Linked DNA regions of Mus musculus: region 1 is linked to region 2. A link is a contact called in public HiChIP or PLAC-seq data. All regions are on one chromosome and are shown on one strand. Each heading gives the region's core, a stretch centred on a gene start, on an enhancer-like site or on the middle of the called end of the contact. The rest is flanking DNA. Distances are from core to core; before and after follow the strand shown. Region 1 overlaps Map4k4 (mitogen-activated protein kinase kinase kinase kinase 4). Region 2 overlaps Creg2 (cellular repressor of E1A-stimulated genes 2).

Region 1 (2,700 bases), core at 109-2,608, 330 kb after region 2:
GTGCAACAACATTATGAACTAACCAGTACCCCGGAGCTCTTGTCTCAGCGCTCGCTGCCCATTCATTGCCGGTCCTCACTTGGTCTGTTTGAGTAGCTAACGCTGTTGAGTGGAGAGTGTTCTTCTCTCCTGTACTGCGCAGTGTGGGAGCTTATGGAGTTTACCTCAGCCTGCTCCTTCCTGAAAGGAGCCTCAGGGCATCAAGGAAAGAGAAGTGAGGGCAGCTGCCAGCCTCTCCCTTCCTTCCTTCCTCTCGGGAGTGACTTACCTGTGGAACTTGCCGATCTTAGCTCATGGTCCTACATTGGTACTCACTGCAGACAAGAAGGAACAGGTCTGAGGTTTCTGTAGTGTTTCTGGCCTAGCCTAGCAAGGCTGTGTGGTTGGTTCTTCAGGTTTGACAGTGACCCTATAGCATCAGGGATGGGAGACAGGATGTCCACACACAGGGAGGCAGACCATAGGATCGGACAGAAATCTCTGTTTAATTCTTATGTATGACCATGTGGAAAATTAGAAGAGAAAAGAAGATATTAACCTAGAGGTAGTCTCTGCCAGAATACCCTCCTCTTCCTTGTTTCCTATCTTCTGTGCATTTAACCCCTCATGGTAGATACCTGATATGTGCACACTTACACATGAATGGCTATGTTATGGTAGATACATATATAACATGTGCACACTTAAAATGTGTATGGCCATATTCTGACAGATAGCTAACACGTGCACACTCACACACACGGCCACATTTTGATAGGTTCCTAACACGCACACACTTAGACATGTGTGACCCACATTCTGTTGCCAAGGTCATCCTGCTTTGCTAACTTGTGGATTTTAGAGTCTAGGTTCTTGTGCTTTAGAAAACATTCAGGTGGAATCACTTTTTGTAGAGAACTTGATTTTTGGAAATTAATACGGAGTATTTGAGGGTGAAAACACACATATTATATTTTGCCTTAAAAATTGGAACCTATCAGGATTTCTAGGTGTTGACATGAAACTTTGGAACAACCTAGTAATTTGGGGACCTAGAAAAAAGTGTCTTCCTGGGGTTCAGGAAGATCAGCATTTGCTGCTTGCTTGTTTGTTTGTTTTGTTTTTTGTTTGTTTTTTTGTATTGTGCTTCTTGGAGGGCTTTATTTATCCCAGAGTTGTGCTCTGACTTCTGTGACGGCCATGGTCTCCTTCATGGGAGCATAGTCCTCCAGAGTCACCCCTGAGTGAGTGGTATGTAGGAGGGGACGAGGCTCTGCCCGTTCTGCTTTTCCTGTAGAGACGTGCCGTCTCACGTCTGTCCCACGCTTCCAGATGAGCACTAAGGTCTGACTGAATGACTCAGCAAGGAACCAACTTGGTTAGAGAAGGAGGAAGAAGGCCCTCTGAGGACTGCTCTGACTAGACCTGCCATTAGGCAGAGAAGAGCTCTGAGACTGTGGCCATTCCCAGAAGAAAGGCATGGATTCAGTTACATTAAGAAAGAGCATGAGTTTAATATTAACATTGGAGTGTTTGAGAGAGCGTTTTTCTGTCTCCATCACTTGGATGTTGTTAGTTTTGATCAAGGTTGCAGTTTTTCCTAAAGCACTGAGTGATTTGGGTGAGGATGGTACTTTGAAGGCTGCCATTTCTTATGGCCCAGTCCCATAATAAATTCCATTTATTCTGAAATGTATCCTCTTCTAGAATCTGTAAAATTATCTTCATTTACATTTTGTTGTATGGTGAACTGAAGTTGTGTAACTTTTTATGTTTGAACCAAAACCAGATTCAATTTAATTGATTCTGTGCTACATTTACCATGGCTTATGCTGAGTAAGACACTCTTGGATCTGCCCGGACTCTGCAAGGTGAAATCTTTTGTTTTCTTTCAGTTTGCAGCCGTTAGGGCAGAGCTCAGTAGCAGTTGATTTAAACTGTTGTGAAGAAGCAGGTATTGTCTTTCAGGAACATGCTCAGTTGTATATCTCAGGACACAAACCTGCCAGAGACATTGGCTCACATCATCAGCTCCTTTCTCCAGCTTCACAAAGACCATCAGTTGCGCCCCTCCCCCCATTTGTTCAGCTGTCACTGCCTGATAATTAATTTTGTAAAGAAGCCTGGTGGAAAGATGGTAGACTCAGAACATTTCACAGTTTTCTTGGGTCCTAGTTATTACCTCTGAGGTCTGTCTGTCTCACAGACAGTACTATCATCAGTTCTCTGATAGCCAGGGAGCCAACTGAAAGCTTGTCCACTGTCAGAACCCAGCCCCAGATGAAGAACTTGTCTATGAGAGTTGCTCCTGTTGGTCAGAGGCCAGCCTGCTAATTGGCACCAGCTGCATTAACTCATAGAGTTGGGGTCAGCAGTGCCTCACTGTGGAGGAAACCAGAAGACAGCCCTTTTGCTCCAAGAGCTCCTGCCCCATCCCTCAGATTCCCCTATTTGTGATCACCCTGGCTCCCCTCAAGAGGAGTGTGAAGGACACAGTGGTTTGGACTTGCAGGAAGACACATGGGATGGTACATCAGCTTCCTCTGTGTTACTTTGTCAGTTCAATTGTTGGTTGAAATGTCAGCCTTAAGTCTGCGTACTGCTGTATCTTTGCCTTAAATGAGGTGTTTACTTTGGTAGCTGTATGTGTGTATCTACTAAATGTTGAAATGAGACTACCAAAGTTATTTTTTAGTAAAAGATTTGTGTATTTATTTTTAT
Region 2 (2,965 bases), core at 371-2,870:
ACCTGGCGCTAGGCATCATTGCTTGGAAAGTCGAGTTTGCCCCATGTAACTCCACCGCAGGAGACCCTTGGGAGCTTATGTCTGGTTTCTCTTGGACTTCAGGACACGCACCTCAAGCCTTCGTTCATCTCAGCCTGTACCTTTTCAATGCAGTAGCCCGTGAGCTTTTGAGTCCTGTGAATCTTTCTATTAAGTTATCAAGTCAGTGGAGCCTTGGGGGCTCTGATGTACCTGACCATACAAACGCTGACAACTACTTGTAACACTAACGGCAGGTATAAAACAGCTGTCTGGGGGCGTGACTCTCCCACACTCAGACTCATCCATCACGTTATGCTAATATCTTGAGAAAGATGCCTCTGTCAAGCCACATACATGCTTAGCTTAGACTTAAGAGACTTGCCTCTACCTGCCTGGAAGCTTCTCTTTATCACACACCCAGTGGAGTCCTAACAAGAGAGGGTAATAGTGACCGCACACACGTATTCAGACACATTGCTGCATGGGGGGAACATCGAGTTCCATCCAGAAGTGTTACCGTCGGTGTTTTCAACATGGCAAAAGTCTAGTTGCTGAGTTGGGAATTTTTCTCGTGGGCTAAGATAAAGGAATCACAGAATGCAATTGCAAGAAAAATGGAATCTACTCAGCAAGTTGTTAAAACAAACAAATGAACCAGCCCCGAGACACACAGGAGAAAATAAACACAACCAGCAAGTGAGAAATGACTCTACAAGCATTACAAGTAACTAGAATTTGTCCACACAAGAACATCATCAGCTTTATCTGTTCACAGTTAAAGCCAATTTCTTCTACAAAATCTCTCTTGAACAAAGCAATGGAATTAGCCCTCTTAAGTAAGTCACCACAGAATAATATTTATTTTTAATTTAGTTTAATTTTTTACTTATTCACTTTTACTTATTTACTTATTACTGCCCCTTCCTGATTACTGCCTCCCACAATCCTTCCCCCATGCCTCTTTCTCCTCTGAGTGGGTGGGGTCTCTTGGGTGTCCTCCGACTCTGGCACTTCAAGTCTCTGTGAGGCTAGGTGCCTCCTCTCCCACTGAGGCCAGACAAGGCAACCCAGCTAGAAGAACATATCCCATGTACAGGCAACAGCTCCAGTAAAACAGGATATTTAAATAAGGATTTTTTTCCTTCTCTATTGGTGATGGTCATACAGAATAAAAAAATTATATAGCTAATGTAACTATAGAACATTCCATGTGTACATTAGGTAGCAGCTTGTCTTGGCATCATTTTCTTTCTCTGTGATAGGCTGGCTAACAAGCCCTCAAAGGTGTTCACATTCACACGTCTGGAGCGAGTGAATACAATACCATAGGTGGCAAGAGAGAATTGAGGTTAGTAATCAGTCGGCATTGAAGGGGGGATTTTTCCTGGGCAGTCTGACTAGGTCCTAGATAATCATCAGCTTCTTTGCTCCTCCCCTTCTCTTCTCAATATTGGTGTATTGATATAAAGTCTCACTACCTTACCTAGGCTGGCCTGGAACTCCCAATCCTCCTGCCTCAGCTTCCTGGGTGCTGGGATTAAAGAACTAGGTCGCCACAGTTGACTACAATTTTAAAGTAGGAGAAGGAGGTTAAGGGTCATGTTGTGGGAGAGGATGTGAGAAAGACTTAGCCACCATTCCTGGCTTCAGAGTATGGCAGAGGGCACAAGCCATAGAAGCCAAGAGCCCTGACAACACCTCAATGTTGGTCCAGTGAGAGCTGCTGTTGCTTTCTGATGCCAGCCCTAAGATTACAACAACAACAACAACACAGCTTCTATCAGAATTCCGAGTTTCTCTGCGTGAAATCAAGCAGCCCAGGAGCTTGGCAAAAGCATCCAAAGGAAACTGTGGTTCCGTACATTTCCTCATTCACTGGGGCTAGAAACTTGACTCATTCTCCGTGAAGTCTTGTGATTCAACAGACACTGGCCAGCCACACACAATGGGCCAGGAAAAGCTGGAGGTAGAGCCCCTTGGGTGGGGAGGGAGGGTAAAACCACTCACTCTCCTGTGAGGGGCAAGTCACTGTCTGAATGAAGATTCTCTGGGCTTCCCTTTGTAGCTGCCTGCTGCTGGATTCAGGCTTGGAATACGGCAAGATTTGCCTTCACCAACTGAATACTGCCTGTATTAGACCCATGTTACCTTCTCTATATTTTTCTATGTGTGAAGGAAAATTTCCCTCAGCAGCAGGGCTTTAAAAGGGACCCATGGCTCTAGGGAGTCGGGCTCATGGAATTCCTACTGAGCAAATATGCCCCACCACACACCCAGAAGCCTGGAGGTTACACAAGCAGGCAATGTGACTTAGTCCCTGCCGCAGTTTCTAGGCAGTGGGAGCCATGCCCTCCCCGCGCTCTACCTCCAATTACAGAGATTGCTCTCAGACTCTGTGCTGGGTCCTGCCCTGCCCCCTCAGATCCTGCACCACAGAGGCGTGAGGCTCCTCCCCTCTCAGACCAGTCAGTCTGCTCTGGCCACTGAGGTTGATCTGAATCCTCATTTTTTTCATTTCTCTCTGGAAGAGATATATGCACCTGTGTGTGCCTTTTGTCCCTGTGTGTGCACATGTGTGTGGATGCTCTGGGGTTAGGATGTTAGGCATCTTCCTTGATCCCTCTCCACCTTTATTCTGTTTGAGGCAGACACTGTCCACTGAACTCAGAGCTTAAGTCCGGGTTTCACCAGCCAGCTGTTTCCTCCTTCTGCAGCTGGAACCATGGCTACCCAGCGGTGAAGAGTTCTGGGGATCCAAACCTGTCCTCTTGCTCATGTGGCAGATGCTCCAGTGGCTGGGCCACTTCCCCAGTCCAACGTCTATATTTTAAAACGTTTAGGTTATAAGTAGGCACAATCGTGACACCCCCAAAATATCAAAGGGAGGCGCTGCATACATTAGCATGAATGATCATGTTTTTGTCCTCATTTGCGAGCAGTAAAA

What was found. HiChIP or PLAC-seq counts read pairs in DNA pulled down with a chosen protein or histone mark.
Region 1: a contact with region 2 is called in an H3K4me3 HiChIP or PLAC-seq map of bone marrow-derived macrophages, with 4 times the contacts expected there. The contact joins two enhancer-like sites. A contact is called at or near these places in 3 of 484 Hi-C or Micro-C datasets (bone marrow-derived macrophages, immediate neuronal precursor and nephron progenitors), 4 of 115 datasets of contacts at active chromatin or transcription factors (bone marrow-derived macrophages, embryonic basal ganglia, intestinal crypt epithelium and 1 more) and 1 of 9 other capture datasets (adipose tissue).

Annotation. Positions count from the first base shown.
Region 1 is chr1:39,967,898-39,970,597 of GRCm38.p6, forward strand. The region is part of intron 3 of Map4k4 (mitogen-activated protein kinase kinase kinase kinase 4); the gene reads left to right. Among named protein-coding and RNA genes, the nearest start is that of Map4k4, 68 kb to the left of the region's middle. Within about 2 kb of position 1,359, at least 48 of the 459 cell types and tissues checked have an H3K27ac peak or open chromatin away from gene starts, as enhancers often do. A contact at or near this core is called in bone marrow-derived macrophages, where this site is marked.
Region 2 is chr1:39,634,456-39,637,420 of GRCm38.p6, forward strand. The region is part of intron 2 of Creg2 (cellular repressor of E1A-stimulated genes 2); the gene reads right to left. Among named protein-coding and RNA genes, the nearest start is that of Creg2, 15 kb to the right of the region's middle. Within about 2 kb of position 1,621, at least 75 of the 459 cell types and tissues checked have an H3K27ac peak or open chromatin away from gene starts, as enhancers often do. A contact at or near this core is called in bone marrow-derived macrophages, where this site is marked.